4 separate regions of the Mus musculus genome follow, and all the other regions are linked to region 1. Evidence: chromatin contacts called from public Hi-C and promoter capture Hi-C data. All regions are on one chromosome and are shown on one strand. The core of a region is the stretch at or near the end of the contact, and the rest is flanking DNA. Distances in the headings are between cores, read along the strand shown. Region 1 holds the start of 1810058I24Rik (RIKEN cDNA 1810058I24 gene). Region 2 overlaps Dgki (diacylglycerol kinase, iota). Region 3 has its middle 120 kb from the start of Ptn. Region 4 overlaps Chrm2 (cholinergic receptor, muscarinic 2, cardiac).

Region 1 (5,015 bases), core at 802-3,301:
ATAGCCCTGGCTGTCCTGGAACTCACTTTGTAGACCAGGGTGGCCTCGAACTCAGAAATCCGCCTGCCTCTGCCTCCGGAGTGCTGGGATTAAAGGCGTGAGACACCACTGATCAATTGATCAATAATTAAGAAAATGCCTTGGGGCTGGATCTTAGAGGAGACACATTTTCTCAATTGAGACTCCTTTCTATCTGATAACTCTAGTTTGCACCAGACTGACATGAAACTAGCCAGTGCATTGTGTTATTATTATTTTTTAGGGGTAAAAGTGATTAAATAAAAAATTCAGAATGCCTCACCCCACTTTCTCTGCAGCTATTAAAGTACACTGGGTTATTTTTTCTCAATTTAAATACATTTTAGTATGCCAAACCTATTGACCTTTCCCTTGGTGGTGTGTGATCTTTATGTTTTATTCTATTTTTTTCCCCTCTAATCAGCTCTTTTGTCAGTTTAGCAGATGAGTTGGGAGGAGGGAGAGAAGTAATGAGGTGGATGGATGGAGAAACACAGAAATGGAGGGAAATTCTGAGAGAGGGCTTGACTAGGGATGGTGGAGGAGAAAGTTGGTTGGAGAAGAAAGGGAGACATAGCTAGAGGCAAGGACATCTGGGAGCTCAAAGAACTTGACTTTGATTGAGCTGGGAGAGAGAGAGAGAGAGAGAGAGAGAGAGAGAGAGAGAGAGAGAGAGAGAGAGAGAGAGAGAGATATTTTCCTCTTTTGAGGAGGGGAGAGGCAGCAGAATGAGATACAGGGGCCCAAAGGGCAAAGGAACAAAAGGTTCGGGTCTTGGTTAGGGTTTTACTTTTGTGAGGAGACACCATGACCAAGACAACTCTTAGAAATGACAACATTTAATTGGGGCTGGCTTACAGGTTCAGAGTTTCAGTCCATTGTCACCAAAGTGGAAGCATGGCAGTATCCAGGCAGGCATGGTGCTGGCAGAGCTGAGAGTTCTACATCTTCATCTGAAGGAAGCCAGAGAGCATCCTCAAGCTGCTAGGAGGAAGATTTCCAAGTCCATCCCCACAGTGACACATTTCCTCCAACAAGGCCACACCTTCTAATAGTGCCACTCCCTGGGACGAGCATATGTAAACCATCACAGTTCAGGTAACCAAAATGGCTGGATTATATAGGGAAAAGCCTCATCGGGAAAAGCAGCCCAGCCCCTGAACTGGTGAGTTTAGGGTAGAGGGCTGCATGTGCCAGCCACACCCTGTAACAGGCCGGGACTGAGGGATGCTGGCGAGGACCAGGAGGCCAGGTCCACTTTGATATGTTAAGTAGTCCTCTGCCATTGTCCCAGGGTTAACAGCCCCACTAGGCGCAGCTGATTTGTTTTTCTGTTATTTGAAGCCAGAGTACCCCTTAACTAGATAAAGGTCAATTCCAAAGACTGAGAGCAACATGAGAAGGGTGGTTTCGATGTGCTTGTGTATGTGGGTGACCAGCAGCGCGACCGGACAAGAGTGGATTCATCTTTGGCTCCTGCATGGTAGATGATTCGCGCTCCACTTGAGGAGGAAGTAAACTTCAGATAGGTTGCTGGTGGCTGCCAGCAATCGCTACTTGGATCCAGTCGTGCCAGACTCCGCAGACCTCTCTCCATCATCTATCACGTGGCTGAGGACTACCCTTAACTAGGCTGCATAGCACACTTGTGGGCTTTTGTGAAATGGAACCTTTTCCCCCTTTTCGTCTGAGAGTCGGCTGTGGTGGAGATTAGTGTGGACTTCATAAAGGCTCCCAGGAGAGTGAGTTGTTCACTTGGCATGGCACCCGCTACCTCACCCCCACCCTGGTTTAGTAGGTAACACAGCCACGTCTGACTGTATTAATACAATTGCCAGCGTCCTTGTCACCCGGAGGCTTTGGTTCAAAGAGGCCTAGGTTTGCACCTCGCCCTCTTGCTTCCCGAGATGGCCGTCAGAGGGCGCTGCGGCTCCGCGAGTCGCTTCCGGGAATGGAGAGGGCGGGGCAGGGCGGGGCGGGGCGTAAACCGGAACCTGGCAGCGGGTTCCGCCCTCGCGCCGGGGAGGAGTCCCGGAGCCGAGCTGGAGCTGGAGCACCTCTCACACCCTCCTCGCCCTCCCCACCGACATCATGCTCCAGTTCCTGGTGAGTGGGGCCTCGGAGGATCGGGCCTCGCGGTCGCCTCGTTCCCCCGGGGTCCCGGGTCGGCGGTGCACGGCTCTGCAGTTGGGGCTCGTCGCCCTCGGGTTTGCTCGCGCAGTTTTCCTCTGGCCTCCTCCTAAGTCCTTGGGTCTTTGCCTGGGTTTGTTTATATGTAGTCCTTCAAGTTCCGAAAACTTTGGGGTGTCAGTGATATGACTGCGTTTTCAAAAAACCACTTACTGTGAGCTCTTGGCGAAATCTTCGCGGTAAGTTGGGTCGGAGGAGTCATCAAGATGACTTGGCTCCTGTCCTCTCCACGCGACTTCCCGTAGACCCCCATCTATTATATACGGCTTATTTGAGGCCTCAGAGTGCCTTTCACACGCCGTGCATTAGTCAGCCACATCACGAGGTCGCAGCGAGAGATCCACAGTGCCCTCCCTCTTCAGACCTTTACAGATTGCCCGCTTTGAGGAGTGAGTCAGACTGCCCTGCGAGTAACTCTTGTAAAAACCTGCCCCTCCCCACACCCTTTCAAGTCTCCTTTTTGAGTTAACACGTTTTTCTGGCAAAAATCAAGTATTTCTAAAATTGCCTGTTGAGGATTCTAGGAAACTTGCCAGTCAAATTTTCAGATGAAAGTTTTCAAACACTTTCAGATGAAAGCGTTTCATCTTCGAATTCTAATAAAGCAGATATCTTCTTTCTTTCCCACGGTCAGTGGCTACCTGGTGCTCCGAGAATGAGTATTGTTTACATAAAACTGCCCTACAAAGACTCAGTTGCCTCTGGGGTTTCTCTAGTGTCCTAACTAGGCCTTAGTTTAGGAGGTAGGAGTAATTAGCAGTAATTTACTTGTTAGGAATCACTTTTAAAAGCAGCATCAGCCAGCTAGTGTAAGGTGATAGGATTGGCCCTTCCACTGCATTTGCTGTTCATTGATAAGCAGGGAGAACATTAAATCGATTACACTTAACCTTTTAAGTGCTTTGCTGAATGAGGCTACCTGGTGCGGGACTAGCGCTCTGTACTTAAACATGGGTTTTGATTGGAAAATTCAAAATTTTCAACATTTATGGAGAGATGCTGAAGCCGACCATTAGATGCTTAGCTAGGATGTAACTGATGTTCCTTCTCTTGCCCTGGGTCTGTCTCCTCTTCATTGCTTTTGTTGGGAAAAGTGGAATCAGATGTACAGAGATGGAATCAACTTTCCTCTTGTGGAACTTGGTCAAACACTGCTAGTTTCTGCAAATCTTGCTTTTTACATTAGCCGTTTCAACTGTTTTCTAAATGGTTAAGAGTTTAGACCCTATCTTTAATCTCAAGGTGTGTGTGTATGTGTGTGTGTTGGGGACGTGGGGTTGGGTGGGTGTTGGCCAGGTTATTTAAATTTTCTATGCTTCAGTTTGCACCTCATGAGGTTTCAAAAGGAGCCAAGATGTTGAACACGTAAACACTAAATCGTGGTTGAGATATACTGCCCTGTCTCTTCTGTAAGGTATCAGAAATGGGAACTGGCCTCCCACTGATAGGAGAGGCTTGGGTGTGGTGGAAAGATTCCAGGCTCTTCCCTTTGATGGTGCAAGGCAGCTGAATACTTTGTAACCTCTGAGATGTTGCCTAAGTTGAAAACTTGCATTTGATTGTGTGGCTTGTCTACCCATTACCCCTATTTCCACACCGCACTCCACAGCTTGCTCCTAGCTTGGCTGAAGTTCTTTGAAGGAACACCTAGATGGGAATTGGACTGTGAGCACTGCTGTGAGTGTCAGGGCACCTGAACACTGCTACAGTTTCTGTTCCTCTTCCCCCTGGGGCCCAGTAGCATCACCTCCTCATAACTCACCCTCATTCAGCTGCTGGGGCCTGTGCACCGTGCTGTGTGGGTTCTGTCCTGGGATAGCTCAGAATTGCGGAGTGAGGGGACCATATCTGGGTGTAGCAGCTGGGAGGCTCTCTCCCTGTCTCTAATCTTGTCTCCCGCTGCTTGCTTCTGCTCTTAGTTCCTGTGAAGTGCTTAAGTCCGGAGCTGGCTGTGCTTCCTAAACTCACCCTTAGGGAACGGGCTCCTCCCCAAGCCAGCACCTTTCACATCAGCTTCCAGGACAACCTTGAATCCCCTTCTCTGTGCTTCCAGATCCCAAGTATCAACTGTCAGTGGCTTTCCTTTGCCTTTCTCTCAGCCTCTACTCATCTGGATTGAGTTTGCCTTCCTGCTTTCCCAGTCCTTTCCCCACACTTAACGCTCACATTTGAAATGTTGACATAGTCATTGATTTCTTTCTCGTATTCATGCATTCACCGGTTTATCTAGTCTTTTCTTAGAATCATGTAATACCGTAGGTGCATCTTCTTTGTTACATTGCATCCGTTTATCTGTTGATGACTGTGCGTGCCTCTCCTGTGAGGGCCTGCACGTGCAAGAAGTCTGAGGACAGCCTCCAGCAGCCGGTTCTCCTTCCCTCATGTGGGTCTAGGGGGTTGAGCTCAGGTTGCCAGGCTCGGGTGCAGGGTGTTACCCTGCTGAGCCATTTTTCCACGCCAGACCTGCTGTGTAGTCACGAGTAAGATCTTTACTTGCTCCGTGCCTCAGTTTCCCCCAGCATAAGCCTGGGCAGTAATAGTGGTTATTCCACGTGTGCATGCTTGTGAGGATCAGGCTGTGAACTAGCAGGGTTCTCCAGTCTGGCTGGCATACTGCCACTTCTCTCCACTACTAAAGGATTTGGTTGGGGATATAAAGGGACTTAGTCAATACGCAGTGAGTGACTTCGTTTGCACTCAGCTCTGCATATTGCTGGGCCCATCCGCATATTTAACTAACCATGGATTAGATAAATATGAATGAATATGAAAAATATAAATATTAGCAGATAGTTGCTCATCAATGG
Region 2 (5,015 bases), core at 1,145-3,644, 1.6 Mb after region 1:
ATCTGACTCACAGAAAATAATGCTCACCTCAAAAGTTATGAGACATTTGTGATGGCAGATAGAAACACAGATGATATTAAACTTCACAATGCTTGTCAACCAAAATGTTTACAACTAATAGGAAAATAACACCAGATATGAACCGCAGCTTTATGTTTTCAGAACTGTTTGACATTTCACACTAAAATGCTACAGCGTCAACATCTTTCATGCACTTTCTTAATAGTGATCAACTATGACACTGAGCTAGAAGGACCAGGAAATTTTGAGTGCAGAATTTAGAATAAAAATGACATGTTCTTACCATGATCTTCTGAAGAGACTGGGGACCTATAAAAAATAATACAAACATGATAAATATTTTATATATGATAAGGATAACAACAACTACACATAACATTATAGAAATTATATAGTCAAAATTTAGTTAAGGTGGGCTGGAGAAATGATGTTTCAGAGGTTAGGAGCACGTGCTATCCTTGCAGAGAGCCCAGGTTTAGTTCCCAGCATCTACTTGGTGGCTCACTGACATCCTTAAATCCAGTTCCAGGGGATATGACAACTTCCACAGCCTCCATGGTTACCAGGCACACACATAGTACATAGCCACACATGCAGGCGAAACACTTAGGCACATAAAAAAAGATTAACAAATAAGCCTTAAGAAAAAGTTAGTTAAGGAGAAATTCAGTATGGTAAGTGTAACTAATGTACTTGTTAAGGGCATATTCTAATCAACAACAGTTCCATATTATCTAGATTGGTTAAGTATTGTGGGTTACTAAATGTCGGCTGCTTGACATGGTATCTCAAGGCTGCAACAAATTAGTTAAGTCTGAACTTATTGTGGAAGAATGAGAATGCATTGAACTATGTTATCAAGTGAAACTTATACCCAAGGCCTAACACCTAGAACAAATGCCAGAGACAGAAATGTGAGCTGGATTTAACGCACAAAGGGCCATGCTCAGTCATTTTTAAAGTATAACAGAATTAAAAGAAAATGAGTGCACAATTATCATTATTTTCCTGTTTTTGACATTCCTCATGGAAATTTAATGATTGCACATAGCTTAAACTTCTGTGTGATGGCCTATTATCTCCAAACCAATGAGAATCAGGATAAGACCAAAAACCACTGGGCCTCACAAGTTTAATAAATCAATAACTTTCCTGTGTAACCTGTAAGCTTAGCTCTAATTATCATAGTCAGCTATCAAATGGAATATCATGTCAACCATAAACTATTTCCCTTCAGTTGACACTAGTGGAGGTGTGAATAAAAGTGGGGGGATATAGTCAATGATGTTGGAGCAAGAGTAAACAACTCGAGGATGCATGATCCAGTTGCCCTTGATCCTACTGATGAATGATATCTCTTTTATTATGTGAATACATAGCAATAGTTGCGCGCATAGTTGTGATGAAAAGAACAATCTGAACATCCGCTAGTGCAAACTGCTAACTCATTTCAGCCTCATGAGCCATTTCAAGTAGAATTTGGCACATGAAATGAAATCCCAAGATTTGGTGGAAAAAAAATCAGTGTCCAAGAGGCAAATAAACCAGACATGTCACTAAGCCATCATTACTTGAAAAACACTTGGCCTCTCTTGTTGAAACCGATTTACGTGTCTCTAAAAGTTCCCAGATTTTGTACTCTCCTCATACTGGTCTTCGTAGGTTATTTCCCCTAGCAATGTGGAAATATGTCTTAGTTAGAAAAAGCGGGCCCTGGTTTTACATTTGTTGAACTGAAAGCATTTCAGTACCACCATATGGTATTCAAAATCAAACACAATTGAAGGCTCTTTGAAAGTGATCACATCGCCTCTCAAGGACCTTAAGAAGAACTGTCCTGATCTCTCTAGAAGAAAGGGGGTCTTGGAAGGAGGTCCCTTCCACAAAAGATACCCAAGCCATCCAGCCAAAGGGATGCCCATGTCTGCTTCAGCAGGAAAAAAATTAAACAGGGACTGTGTGGAATCAAAGTTAAAATGGAATTGGAAGTTGATTCCAAAGAAGAATGTAGATTGGAAATAATGTGTGCTGACGAAGGTGCCTGGGGCATGGAGCATGTGTCCTCACAAAAGAACATCTTCACTCCCGATTTATTTCTTATGTAAAGCAAATAAACATATATTTACAATTAACTTCTGATAGAGAATGAGAACAAAGAGAAACCCATGCCCATAGCCCCCTGCATGTCTCAAGGTTGGAGCCCTTGAGGCGCATTCTTTGCTGCCTTTCTGTAAAACATTTCATACTAAATCTGAAATAGTCCAGATGGCTTTGTTAAAGTCCCAAGGGGATGCATTCTGAAGTAGGTCCAGGCAGTGAGGACGAACTATCAGAGTGTTTTGCACAGATTAGTCATGTTGCATTTCTGTGGCTGAATGTCTCCCACACTCCTGGACTTGTGGAATTTGAAGACATATGGAGTATTTCAACCCTCACTCAGAATTTCACCTTTCACTGCAAAATGTCACTAGATTATACTACTGAGACATGTACCTCATCCACTTAGGCTGGGAGCAGGCATACAAAGTTTCACAGAACTCAGCTCAGGAGAGAAGAAATGTCCTGCAATGAGCAATAGAAGCAGTTGATTTTAAAACAGAGGTTGAATATCAGGAAGAGATTATCTTCCTGACAGCTGAGCCAAGCAGCTGAGGTACACAGGAAACCTTCCTATCCCCACCATCCTGAGAGACTTGGGCCAGAACTTGTTTAATTTCCTTCCATGTACACAGTCTTAGAGGTAGGTGTTGCCTTCACACGATGAACTATTACTAACACTTACTAATAACTCAGGTAGAGTTCTCCTCTATATTTTCCTGACTGCCAGACTTTATTATGATTTATGCAATATATATGTTTTTTGATATGCTTTATGACTTTGTTGGTGCCACTGACATTCGTATTTCATTCAAATACAGGGAACTGAGAAAAAGACACCAGCAAGAACAAAATATGAATTCAAAGACTCCTTCTAAGATTGGTTATTCTTTTATTAAACTAAATTGTTATCATTCATGTTGGAATCTTTCAATTCATTGGACTTAATGCATGTAGCAAGGTCACAAATGTGTGTCCTACATCAAGTGATGGAGAAACCAAGAACAATATCAGAAGAGTCATAATCTAGTGAAGAATAAAAATCATATTTATAGCTTAGTGAGATAATATAGAAAAACACCCAATGCTTATAACAAAGTGAGATTCACAACAAGAAAAATGTGTATTAAGTAAAGGGGAGCAGCATGGACAGAGCAGCCATGTCAATGTCCCCCAAGAGTAAAACAAACTCTAAAGGTCAGAACTATTTGGCCCCAGCCTTAGGGAATTAATAAGACCTCATTAGGTAAGTGAGAGAAAAATTCTAGACAGAAGCAACGGGTACATAAAACAGCCAGAACTGAAATTTCATAGACTTCATAGACGTTATCAGAGACATAAATAACTCAGTACTGCTGTCACATAAAGAATGATAAAACCCATGACTGGGGGAGTTGGGGGCCATTCCATATGGAGCCTATAAATCTATTTTCACGTGTCTGGAATTTACTTTCTAAAATAAATACAAAAAAATGTTTGAAAGCCACATTTTCTGGTTTCTATTTTTGAATGATCTAAAGAGAACAGAGAGGGGATAAGCAGAGGGGTTACTGTAAAACTTCCCTGTCAAGAAGCAAGAATAAAAATGTCTGTTTTTCAATTCTCCTTGAAACCCATGAAAAATAACTGGGAGCATGAAACCAATAAAAGCATCTTTTAGTAATCTAGCTATTTATAAGGGAAACTGCCATCGATGAAGAAGAGTCACCAAATATAGTAAAAGTTAGACTGTGCTTCAGGAGAACAGTCGTGACATTAATGAGACACAGAGACATCATTTTCCACAAATTCAGGCAGAAAGTCCCAATCTGAGCTGGGATGTCCTGTTCTTGAGATGTTAAACCAGATTCCAGAGGAGAGTGCAGATAAAACAGGGTCTGAAAACACACAAAGTCCTGGAAAGAACATACCCAATGAAACTATCACAGATAATCAAAAAGCTACCGTAGATCCACAAAAAGACAAACCAAACAAGAAATGCCAGCGTCACATACCAAAGATATGAGGGCATGAGGAAGTTAAGAAGAGTTACTCAATATGCATGGCATTGGAAAAGGGAAGAAGTGAGAACGGAGCGGTGAGTCTGGAGAGAAATAGAGCCTTTGAGACGTCTAGAGAAGAATGCAAGGACAGGAAATACATGGAGATGGAGAGCACACAGGCTTGTCCAGCGTTTAGCTAGTGCATTAGAGTAGCATGGGCTTACCCAGCCTTTAGCTAAAGCAGTAGAGAGAAAGAGCAAGAAGGCTATTTATTGATGCAGGAAAGAAAAAATAGCATAAGAAGTAAACAATTTAAAATGTCAAAACATAAAACACTTTTAATGTGTTCTACCATTTTAGGGATAACTTGTATTTTACCTTACATTTTAATTAGTGCAGACATAAGGAGCTTGCATTCTTTTTTAATTAATTTATTTATTCTTCTTCTATATATTGCATCCTGACCCGTTTCCCCTGCCTCTTCTCCTCTCAGCTCCTTTCCCACTTCCCCTCTCCCCTAGATTGATCCCTCCTCTGTTTCTCTTCAGAAAAGAGCAGGCCTCTCAGAGACCTTGGCCACACATGGAATAACAAGTTATAGTAATCTAGGAATGTTTGGATTCTCAAATCAACATTTTAGGAAATATCTCTAGATACTTTAAGGACTGACTTTATTCTCTAGAATATGGGGGGTTTCTCTAGAAAAGTCTGACTATACACAATTGATAGAAGAATGTGAAGAAAGCACAACACATAATCATAGCTATACAAGATTAGCTACTGATTCAATATAATACCAAAGACATTCTTTACATGCATTATAAACATTATCTTAAAATTAATATAGAACCACAAACAGGAAACCAAGGCAATCATGAACAAAGGAACAAAGCTGGAGGCATCACACTACCTGAA
Region 3 (5,015 bases), core at 1,860-4,359, 1.4 Mb after region 1:
TGCATCCCTGAGCTTCCTGCATATTCAGGTAATATTCGCTTCTTCTCAGGTCTTTGATGGAGTTGAAAACTAGATAGTCATAATTTTACTATAAGCTTAGGTTGTTCAGGATATAAGAAGATGTTCTAGGTGTAAGAAGATATTTTTAGGATGCTAATATAATACAAGTTATGATAGAAAATTATTTAGATACAGAACTCTGAACTCATCAAGATAGTAGATAATAAAATACCTTCTCCTGAGTTTCCAAATACAGACTAGACTTTTTGAATGTAACTCTTACCTAATAATTATCATAATTGTTTCATAATTGTTACTGCTATATGTTATTTATTATTATAAGAGCAAGAGTCTTTTTATTTAGACAAAAGCTGGGAATTGTTGAGGTTGTGTCTGTTGCTATGTATTGTAATGCTAAATATTGGCCCTGTTTGCCTCAGGGTCAAGGAGATCCTCACAATACAACAAGTGAAGCTGTGTGACCTTGCACCTTAAAAAAACAAACAAACAAACAAAAAACAAAACCGGCCAGGCTGTGGTGGTGCACGCCTTTAATCCCAGCACTCAGGAGGTAAGCAGATTTCTGAGTTGGAGGCCAGTCTGGTCTACAAAGTGAGTTCCAGGACAGCCAGGGCTACACAGAGAAACCCTGTCTCGGAAAAACAAACAAACAACTATGGTTGAATAAAGATGCCTATGGCCTGTAGCTGGCCAGAAGAGAGGTAGGTAATGCTTATGTTCCCAACCTTGAGAGATGAAGACAGAGGAGAAGATTCTGTGGGATACATGAATAATGGAGACATGGCCATGAAGGCTGGCCAGTTGGAATAAGAGCAGCCCAGGCAAAATGAGACAAGTTTTATCATGGAATTATTGACAGGGATGTAGACAAAATAACTTAGAGGGTTGATATCTGCCCAGCTCTAACGCTTAAAAGCTTGTTGTAAGTATAAAGGTGATGTGTCTTCTGCTTGGGAACCGAATAATCAACAGTGGGGTGGAAACCCCCAAATAATTTTACTACACTCGTATATGATATTTAAGTATATAAGTATAAGATATATAAGTAGTGAGGAGTATATGGGATAGTTTGGAAGGAAGAAAAAGAATGGGGAAATGATATAATTATTTTATAATATTGAAAAATAAAAGTGCAAGAGTCCTTGGTGATATGGGCATAATGGAGGACCTGTACTGCCAGATCTTGACAAGTCTGAGGTAAGAGGCTGATGAGTTTGAATCTTACATAAGCTATATAGCAATATCTCATAAAAGAAATCACTTGTATGTTTGGTAGTTTAATAAGGAATGATTGTAAATATTTCTTTTCAAACAAAGCTTTGATAAACAAAGCTTATCAAAAACTAAAATTAAAATAAATATTGATAAAAAATAAATATTATCATGAGTAAGAGTTAACAATGTGGAAAATGCATCTAGATTTCATTAGACCTTCAAAAATAATCAAAAACACTTTAGAAATAAAATAACTCCTAAATTAATCTTACTATTTTTCCTTTAATTGAAAATAGATGTGTGGGTTTTTTCTATATCAGACCTTGATTATGGTTTCCCCTCCCTCTACTCCCAGTTCTTCCCCACTGCTGACATCCAGATCCACTCAGCTTTCATTAGAAAAGAAACAGGAGTCTGAGAGATTATACTAAAGTAAGATAAAACAAAAAGTAACACCTCAGAATAGGACAAAACATTATATATATATATATATATATATATATATATATATATATATATATGACACAATTTAAAACAATAAGGGGCCCCAACCTGACATTATGAGACAAGGAACCACCAAAGAAGTTGCTGAGTTAATGCTATATTGGCCATCTACTGCTGCGCATGCAGCCTGCCCATAAGAGTAATTTTCCCAGTGAGCCTTCCTTGGAGAAAACTAAATTTTTACTTTCAAGTAATTATTCGTCGGAGTTAGCTTCTGGGTCAGGCATGGGGCATGTGTACCTACTCCTTTCAGATCTAGGACCCCATCTGTTATAGTCTCATGCAGTCCCCGTACATGTGGCTTCTGTCACTGAGTTCACATGCACCTCAGACCTGTTCTGTTTTGAATGCCCTTGTTACCTTGGTGATCTCCATCGCCTCTGGCTCTTATACTCTTTTCTGCCTCCTCTTCCACAAGATTTCCCTAACCCTGAGGGAAGGAATTTGAGAGAATTTTCCCATTTTGGCTGAGTGTTCCAAGGTCTCTCAGTGTCTGTGTCATGTCTGGCTGTCTCTCTGTAGATCTCTGTGTTAGCATCTCTCTTCTGCAGGAGAAAATTTCTTTGATGATGGCTAAGCAAGGCCCTGATCTATGAGTAGAACAGAAGGTCATTAAGAGTCCTTTTATTGCTACATGGTTTTAGTAGAATCATAGTATTTGGTTTTACCCTAGGACCCTGGGCTATCTAGTTTCAGATTCTTGGTTAACTAACTCTTATAGCATTAGCCCAGGATCCAAATTAGAACTGTTGGTATGACCTGGATGAGGAGGAAAATGTGTCCCCCTGTCTTATGAGCAATAGAGAGTGTTTCTCTGACCAGCCCTCAGTCTCCTCAGAGCCTTACCTTGGGGATTAGCCAGCTCTTCCTGAAGGATCTCCTCATCTCCTTCCAGCCAGTGATTGATTATACATCTTCATTGCCTAGGCAATTCATGCACAGAATGTAGGATGGACTCAGCAGTCAAGGTAAGAAGAGGAGGGAAAAAAGTAATTTGGGACAAGCTGTGGTTTAGGTAGAAACTGTGTTTTAAACAACAACCCACTGATTCTATGGTAAGCCTGCTTAGCTGTTCAGAGGGTGTGCATGTGTGTGTGTGTGTGTGTGTGTGTGTGTGTGTGTGTGTGTGTGCTGTGTGTGTCTTCTTTCACGCTGAAATGAAAATGCCCTTAAACGTTAGAAATATTCTTTGCAGAGAGAAATAAGCAACCAAGACACTTTCCTCACTGATATCCCCTCCAAATATAAATAGTTTTATAAACATTTAAATATTTTCTCTGTTTCTTGGAAGATTATAAATGAGAGAGAGAGAGAGAGAGAGGGAGAGAGAGAGAGAGAGAGGCAGAAAGGGAAAGAGGGAGAGAGAGTCAGATCACAGGTCCAGTCAACATGGATGCATAAACCTCACACCTGAAACAGAGATTATTTTATTATCACAGAACTAGAAAAAACTGCTGGTTTATAAAATGACTTGCAACCCCAGTCAGCCCTCAAGGCTTTAGGGAAGTTAAGGCTTCCCTCCTCCCATCCTCCTCCCTAGAAATATTAACATAGGGAAAGTGAAAGCAAAGAACTTCAGAATGAGTTGATGGAAAAGAGAGATGTATAGAAAGCCAGAATAAAATTTGGGAGATGGAAATTACCACAGGTCAATGAATGCCTTTGTTGTTCTGGGATGTTCATTTCAAAAAGCAGGAAAATGAAAGATAGGCTATAAAAGTCTCATCAGATTGGCAGCCCCTGGCTCACTGAAGCCCTCTTTTCATCTGCTCTATTTTGGTGTCCACATGTCTTTCCCTCAGAGATCATCTGCCACCAAATTTCATTGGGGGATCCAAACTTCCATTTAAGTAAAGTATACCTCGGAGTGGGAGGATTTTCTTTACAGTAAACTAGAGTCCCAGAGTACTTTTATGCAAACTCTTTCAAAGAACAGTCCTCCCAATCCCGTTGTAAATGTCATTATTTTGCCTATATTACAAGACAGCTTAGCTTCATTAAGTGTCATTATTTTGGATTAGGTTCATCACAATCATTTTAAAACTTCATTCTGAAATTTGTCATGTAAGCTACTCTTCAATTTTTTATCATGTACTAATTCAGTAACTATGTTTTCTAAGTACTTAGTCATATCATTGATTAAAATATAACAAGGGCAAGAAGAATAGAATCAACAATATTGTGTTAGAAATACCCAACATACAGAAAGAGCAACTTAACTCTAGAGTGGTTGCTTGATAACACTCAGAACAATTCAGACTATTTTTCAGTCTATCACTAACCATGAAGTAAGAGGAGCCTTTGTCTAGATGGCATGTAGAAGCCATTACACCTAACATTTCAGCCCTATATTTTTAAGGGCAATATATTTTTATGTATCATTAATCGATAAATCTATATTGCCCACAACCAATAACCACATTAACTTGGCTACAGGATCTAAAACATGGTTAATAACTCATCTTTGATGTCATCCATCTGACACCATAGCAGTGTACTTGGGGAATTTTCTCTTTTTTCTAAAATAAAAAAGCCTTGAAGACGTAATTTTGAATATTGAATGTTCTTCTCGGCACACATATTCTTACCATTTTATTAGCTTCACAATTCCAAGCACCAACATTGTGCATTTCTAATATTTTGGAACGCTGTCATTATGTTGTAAACAACATAACAGTGTTTGGGTGCCAGAGGGTAGATAAGTGTGGGATTTCCATAGAAACAGGCAGAGATTCTTAATATTGCCAAAACAATTTGGCATTTTGAAGACAATTTGTCACTTCCAAACTTCCTGATAATTGGCCTTACTGGCATGACTATTCAAAAACATTAACACAGCATCGTACACCACTTAGCTTATTTAAAAGCTAAATATGTGAAAAGGTTTAAAGGTATTTCCTGGTAAAAAACCGTGGATTTGGATATCATACTTGAGACTTCAACCTTAGTTTTAGCAAATCTCGATATGGACAAGTCCTCATCTTACATTTTATGATCTCGTTGATTCTAATCATACACATTTTCGTAACTTCAGTCTGCCTTTTACTCGGAATCACCCTTCTCTGACCCTTCCCTGGATCTTTTCCAGGTTTGTTGCACACTGCTTAGGTAGGTTGATCACATGTTCCACAGCTTTCTCCCAGGGTGGATGCATTGAGGACTCTGCCCTCCACATCTTAATCACACAAGGGGACTGCTTCACTGCAGTTCCTTGAGATTCCACAGGATGGTGGCCTTGTCTCCACAAACCAGACTTCAAGTTCTGTGCTAGGACT
Region 4 (5,015 bases), core at 1,628-4,127, 1.2 Mb after region 1:
ACTATTTCACTTTATGATGATCAAGTGAAACCAGAGGGAACTCTCAGTGGCAAAAGTGCCTATCTGCATTTTGATCTCTAGAATGCACACAAAAATAGATAGAGTAGCATTTTTATAATCTCAGTCTTTCAACAGTTATATCAGGAGCAGAGGCAGGCATTCCCCTACAGTTTGCAGGCCAGCTATCCTGGTGTGCACAGTGGATATCCTCATGAGGATAAGAAACCTCATCTCAAACACGTGGAAGGTAGGGACCAACATCCAAGTCTAACCTATGATCTAAACACTCTCCTGCTCGTACTCACACACCTATTATGAGTTAACACACAACAGGGAAAGATCAAGTGATGTATTTGTAAAAACCAAATCCACATCAACATTTAAAACTACAGAGCAGCGATATATCCTCTGTTAGTTTTTATTGTTATACCCTTAAATCTCTATCAATATGGGAAAATACATATACTCATTTCTCCACTTACTTTACATGTAAAGGCTTTTAAAAAAAATTCCAAACGTCTCTTTATAAACCATTGAATCTAGAAAGAACCATTCACCTTTATAAGACAAACCATTTTGCACAAGGGGGAACTTTTATGGGCATGTATATGGTAGAGAGATTATTCTTGTTTTCTTTTCTTCCCCTTATTTCCCATTGTGATAATCCTTTGCTGGAGTCTATGTAGTGTGATTGAAGGGCCTCTGGCCTTCCTGTGCATTTGTCTGATTGCTAATGAGGCTGAGCTCTTTTTCATTGATTTTCTGGTCATAAGTGTTTCCTGTCTTGTAAATTATCTGTTTATGCTTTTCTTGCATTCACACCCATATTATGACCAGGGTGATGGGGTGCTTTTCTCCACCAGGACCACCTCATTTTGTAAATATAGCACTTAAATCAAAGAGACCTGAGAAAGAAGTAAAATAAAATAAGCAAAAACATCAAACAAACAAACAAACAGACAAAAAACTAAACTAGGTGTGCATGTATCTGGCAGGTGTATAGGGTACAGTGGACGCCTTTCTCCTACAACCTGTCATCCTCGAACAGAGGTGGGTGAAGCCATTTGCACAGGACCACTTTAAAGCTTCCGGGCAGAATGGATCTTGTTAGTTCATTCTCATTTTTCTAAAAGAAATGGAGCTGGGTGTGTCAATTGCAAGAGAATCCTGTCCATTGTGATGAGACAGGGAATGGAAATATTTGTAAAGTAAGGAACAGCACAGAAGATGCAGTGCAGGGAAAGGAATAGCCGATGTAGATTTGATTGGAGTCTTACCTGAGATACATGATACACAGTAGGAGAATGATGCTTTGAGGAAAGAAATATAAAATGTAACTTGCTGGAGTGGCTGGCAGCCTATTCAACTGTGGGAGGTTTTATTACTGAAAAGCACTCTACCTTAGTTTTTATGGTATTTATAACACTCAGGCTTGTTGTTCCTCTTTAATTGCATGTGGGGAAAGAAGCAGTGGGGGATGAGAATAACAGGACAGAAGTAGATGATCTGCCATTTCCTAGTGAGTCCCTCAGGGAACTTGTGCACCCCTCATTCCTTCTCCTCCCATACCCATCACTCAACAGCCTAAGCACTGGACCCTTGAGCAAGGTGCAGACACTTTTGTTTTAAATCTCCAGAAGTTCTCCAGGGATCTGTAGGCATGCTCTTCCTTTCTTGGTTTGCTCAGCCTCTGAGGTTCTGCCACGCATCCTTCCTTCTTGTTCCTTGGTTTTTATCTTTTGCATATCCCTTTTATTAAAGGGTCACCAGCTAAAGTCATGGGTATCAAAGGCTTCTGGAGCAGAGTACAAAATCTCTTCTATGAGAAAAACCCTGGGGCAGGGGTCTGACTGTGAGAAATGAGGAGAATTGGTGTCTTATGGGGATTTGCAATGAGACAAGTGCAAAGGCATCAAGAATACATCCAAACATGTCTCCACAGTATTTGACACAGGACAAAAGGGGTTTTTGTTTCTAATGTGGCAATATAAAATAAACTTACAGTTGTGCCATGCCCATCATTATTAAATACACCATGTTATGTTAAAGACAACATTTTAATTTCTCTTCTACCTTCTTTTTGTTTTCTCGTTCTTTATTCTGCTGTTGCTAGTATATTAATATTACCCTGATGACTGACAGATTTAAGTGAGGATCTCCTAAGCCAGCTTTATAGTAACGTTATAATAGGACTGGGGGACCTGGAGTGCTGTTCAGTTTGCTTTCTTCTTAAGTTGTTAAGCTTTGGTCTTCTGATGTCCAAGTTGCTAGTCTCTATCCATTATGGCCAGAATTCAGTTGTAGAGCACTGCCTCTCAGAAATCATTTAAAAAACTCCAGACCAGTCACTTTTGTTTATTTTTTGTGTCATTTTAGTGACTGTCCTTATACTGAGCATCTCTGTGCTCCATACTCCTTGTCTCCATCCATCTCTCCATCTTTGTGGTACCATAAAATGGAACTCTCAGAGACCTCCTCAGTAGGGTTGACCAGTTGCTCTTTACAGCCACCTACAAAAATGTTCCCAAAAGTGTATAGATAAATTTTCTAGAAAAGTTTTTTCTGTGACTTCTTCCTAGGGTCACGAATATTTCAGTTGTACAGAAAGTTCCCCTTGTTCTTCCTGTCACTGGGACCAATATTTACTAGAACCTCTCATCATTTAATTATGCTGTGTGCACAGTCATAGTCTGTGGCTGGAACAGACATCCCAACCAAAAGTTTAAGCCCTTTATTGGAGCATGTGACTTGTGCCTACATTTCAAATGAATCAAGCCATTTACAACAACAAAAATCTAACTCAGAGAAAGTGTGGTAGTATGGACCATGCTGTTGTACATGCTGGCTCACTCTTTTTTCCAGGTATTTCTTCTTAGGGGTAGGTGCAAGAAAAAGGCAGACTCTAGTAGAGGCTAGAAATTAATTTAAAGTGAAGAATGGCTCAAAGCAGTATATGCCTTTTTCCTGCTCAAAAATTCTTTAGATCTCGCACTCTAGTGATGAGAAGGGAGCTTGTATCAGAACTGAGCTAGTTAACTGTATAACAAATACTGAATCTTAGTGGAGAAATAAATTACCTTTTTCTTCAAATAGAGCTTACAGAGTTCAGTTGCTTCTGTCAGTCAGATTAACATCCCCTCCTTGAGGAAGCCCAGAGCATGAGCTGGCACTTTAATAAGCTACCAGAGGGAGATGATTCCAGTGTAGCAGATTTGTCTCCTTTCATTATTAGATGAAGAGCTATGTCACTATTCAAACCTTGGTGACCTATTATTATCTAGGCATATAAAACAGGGACATATGTTTAGCATTATGTGATGTTCCTTTCATAATTGTCTATTTGCATGGGTCATGTTTGGGGTCAAATGATGTAACTCATTCCATAATTACATCACTTTCCTATTCCATGTTACCCATCTTTGTGCATGGTTCCATTGAGTTTACATTGATCTGAACCCATTAATTCAGTCTCTTGTTTTGACCTTTGTATGTTTTTCCTCTTCATATTTGGTAGTTTTCTTATGCAAATTTCCCTTTGTGTTTTGTTTCCATGAACAGTGAATTTATGGAATTACAAACCATATAGGAAGACCAAACTACACAGGAAAGGCAAACATCACTAGAAAAGAAAGCTGCTTTGGGGCTACTTCACTCTCACTCTTCTGCTCTGCCTGGTATCCATGTGTCTAAGATAGGGTACACTACACTCTGAGTGTCCTTCCTTGCAGCAGATCAGTTGGAAACAGCCCAGAAGTCACACCACATGAGGACCAAAGGAAAAGAGCATGCTTAGGTGGGGAGCACTCACTGTGCCTTCAGTTTAATCACAACGTGCTGCTATATTGAGATGGGGGGGGGGGGGGGCTACAGATCCACCATCCAACGCCTTCAGAGAGCTAAGCACCTGCTTCTATCCCTTTTCTTGTTGATCGAAGGTAATAATGCCATGCCAACAGTGCCTTGATCACTGCAGCTTCCTTTCTGAATTGCCACGTGCTATTCTTAGAGAGCTATGTGGTAGGTACTAGGATAAATTAGTTCAGCATTAAGAATGAAAGTTCTAGGATGAAAATAAAATTTAGGATTTGAATATGCAGAAGGCAGAGTGGATGAGAACCAAGAAGCCCAGGGAGTGCTGAAAGGATGCCATCAGGGTCTTAGTTCCTGCTGCTCTTACTTAGCACTTTACACTCTTTCTTTACCCATATGTATTTCCTTCATGCAAGAATATACAATAGTTAATTGATAGCCTTGGAAGAAGAGGCAATTTGTATTGGATAAAACTATACTTTATAACATTTTGATATGTAACAATAACTGATGGTATATTTGAATCTTTATAGTGACAAGTTTTGTAAACCCTGTAAGTGCACTATGTATTTATTCTATAGGAAAAAAAGCTGTAGCTAGACTCTCATTTCACTAATAGCTTTCTCACTGGCTGCTTCAATTGTTTTCCTCCTCTTTTCTGGCACATTAACTTAAATAGAGCAGGTCTTGATCTTGGGGATAATTTTCATTTAGTTGAATGTTAATTATTTTCACAGGTAGAAAGACCCCAGGATGCACAATTTTCACAGTTTCTCCTCTCGCTCTGCTGGTCTCCATTTCCATCTGGCTACAAAAGACTATTATTAAACATCCATGTTTTCCTTTAACACACAACTACTTTTGAGAGAGAGAGAGAGAGAGAGAGAGAGAGAGAGAGAGAAGAAAAACACTGATCTTTCCTGTTAGTTTCTTATGATGGAATTATAAAAAGATGTCCTGAATGCCCCCTTCATGAGTCACAGTATTTTGTGCTTGTATCATGCCCATACATTAATACATTCAGGCTTGAAAAATATGCTGATGTAAGTGAAAATAATATAATGAACGCAGTATTTTCACTTGATGTTTCTTTGCTGCTTTGGGACATTTCGAGCTGTAGCATCTTACTCTTGACCTGGCAATTTATGAGTCCCTAGTGAGGGATAAAAATCCCAGTAGATAATTTAACTAGAGGAAGCCCTATT

The links. Promoter capture Hi-C pulls out the DNA fragments that hold promoters and counts their contacts. A called contact is a pair of places that touch in the nucleus more often than the background predicts.
Region 2: a contact with region 1 is called in a promoter capture Hi-C map of hippocampal neurons, with 5 times the contacts expected there. The contact joins the enhancer-like site here to the promoter of 1810058I24Rik in region 1. A contact is called at or near these places in 4 of 39 promoter capture datasets (the 3T3-L1 cell line, hippocampal neurons and liver), 3 of 484 Hi-C or Micro-C datasets (the N1E-115 cell line, cerebral cortex and cortical neurons) and 1 of 115 datasets of contacts at active chromatin or transcription factors (astrocytes).
Region 3: a Hi-C map of the N1E-115 cell line shows a contact between it and region 1, with 11 times the contacts expected there. The contact joins the enhancer-like site here to the promoter of 1810058I24Rik in region 1. A contact is called at or near these places in 3 of 39 promoter capture datasets (the 3T3-L1 cell line, hippocampal neurons and liver), 1 of 484 Hi-C or Micro-C datasets (the N1E-115 cell line) and 2 of 115 datasets of contacts at active chromatin or transcription factors (astrocytes and cardiomyocytes).
Region 4: a contact with region 1 is called in a Hi-C map of the N1E-115 cell line, with 4 times the contacts expected there. The contact joins the enhancer-like site here to the promoter of 1810058I24Rik in region 1. A contact is called at or near these places in 1 of 39 promoter capture datasets (hippocampal neurons), 2 of 484 Hi-C or Micro-C datasets (the N1E-115 cell line and cortical neurons) and 1 of 115 datasets of contacts at active chromatin or transcription factors (astrocytes).

Annotation. Positions count from the first base shown.
Region 1 is chr6:35,250,659-35,255,673 of GRCm38.p6, forward strand. 1810058I24Rik (RIKEN cDNA 1810058I24 gene) reads left to right here and starts at 2,052. Exons shown (of 3, transcript NM_001384235.1): 1 at 2,052-2,124. The coding sequence starts at 2,110.
Region 2 is chr6:36,894,472-36,899,486 of GRCm38.p6, forward strand. Dgki (diacylglycerol kinase, iota) reads right to left here. Exons shown (of 34, transcript NM_001081206.2): 29 at 305-330. Among named protein-coding and RNA genes, the nearest start is that of Gm52857, 6.6 kb to the right of the region's middle. Within about 2 kb of position 2,395, at least 37 of the 459 cell types and tissues checked have an H3K27ac peak or open chromatin away from gene starts, as enhancers often do.
Region 3 is chr6:36,686,697-36,691,711 of GRCm38.p6, forward strand. No RefSeq gene overlaps it. Among named protein-coding and RNA genes, the nearest start is that of Ptn, 120 kb to the right of the region's middle. Within about 2 kb of position 3,110, at least 2 of the 459 cell types and tissues checked have an H3K27ac peak or open chromatin away from gene starts, as enhancers often do. A contact at or near this core is called in the N1E-115 cell line, where this site is marked.
Region 4 is chr6:36,467,319-36,472,333 of GRCm38.p6, forward strand. All of the region lies in intron 2 of Chrm2 (cholinergic receptor, muscarinic 2, cardiac), which reads left to right. Among named protein-coding and RNA genes, the nearest start is that of Mir490, 48 kb to the left of the region's middle. Within about 2 kb of position 2,878, at least 1 of the 459 cell types and tissues checked has an H3K27ac peak or open chromatin away from gene starts, as enhancers often do. A contact at or near this core is called in the N1E-115 cell line, where this site is marked.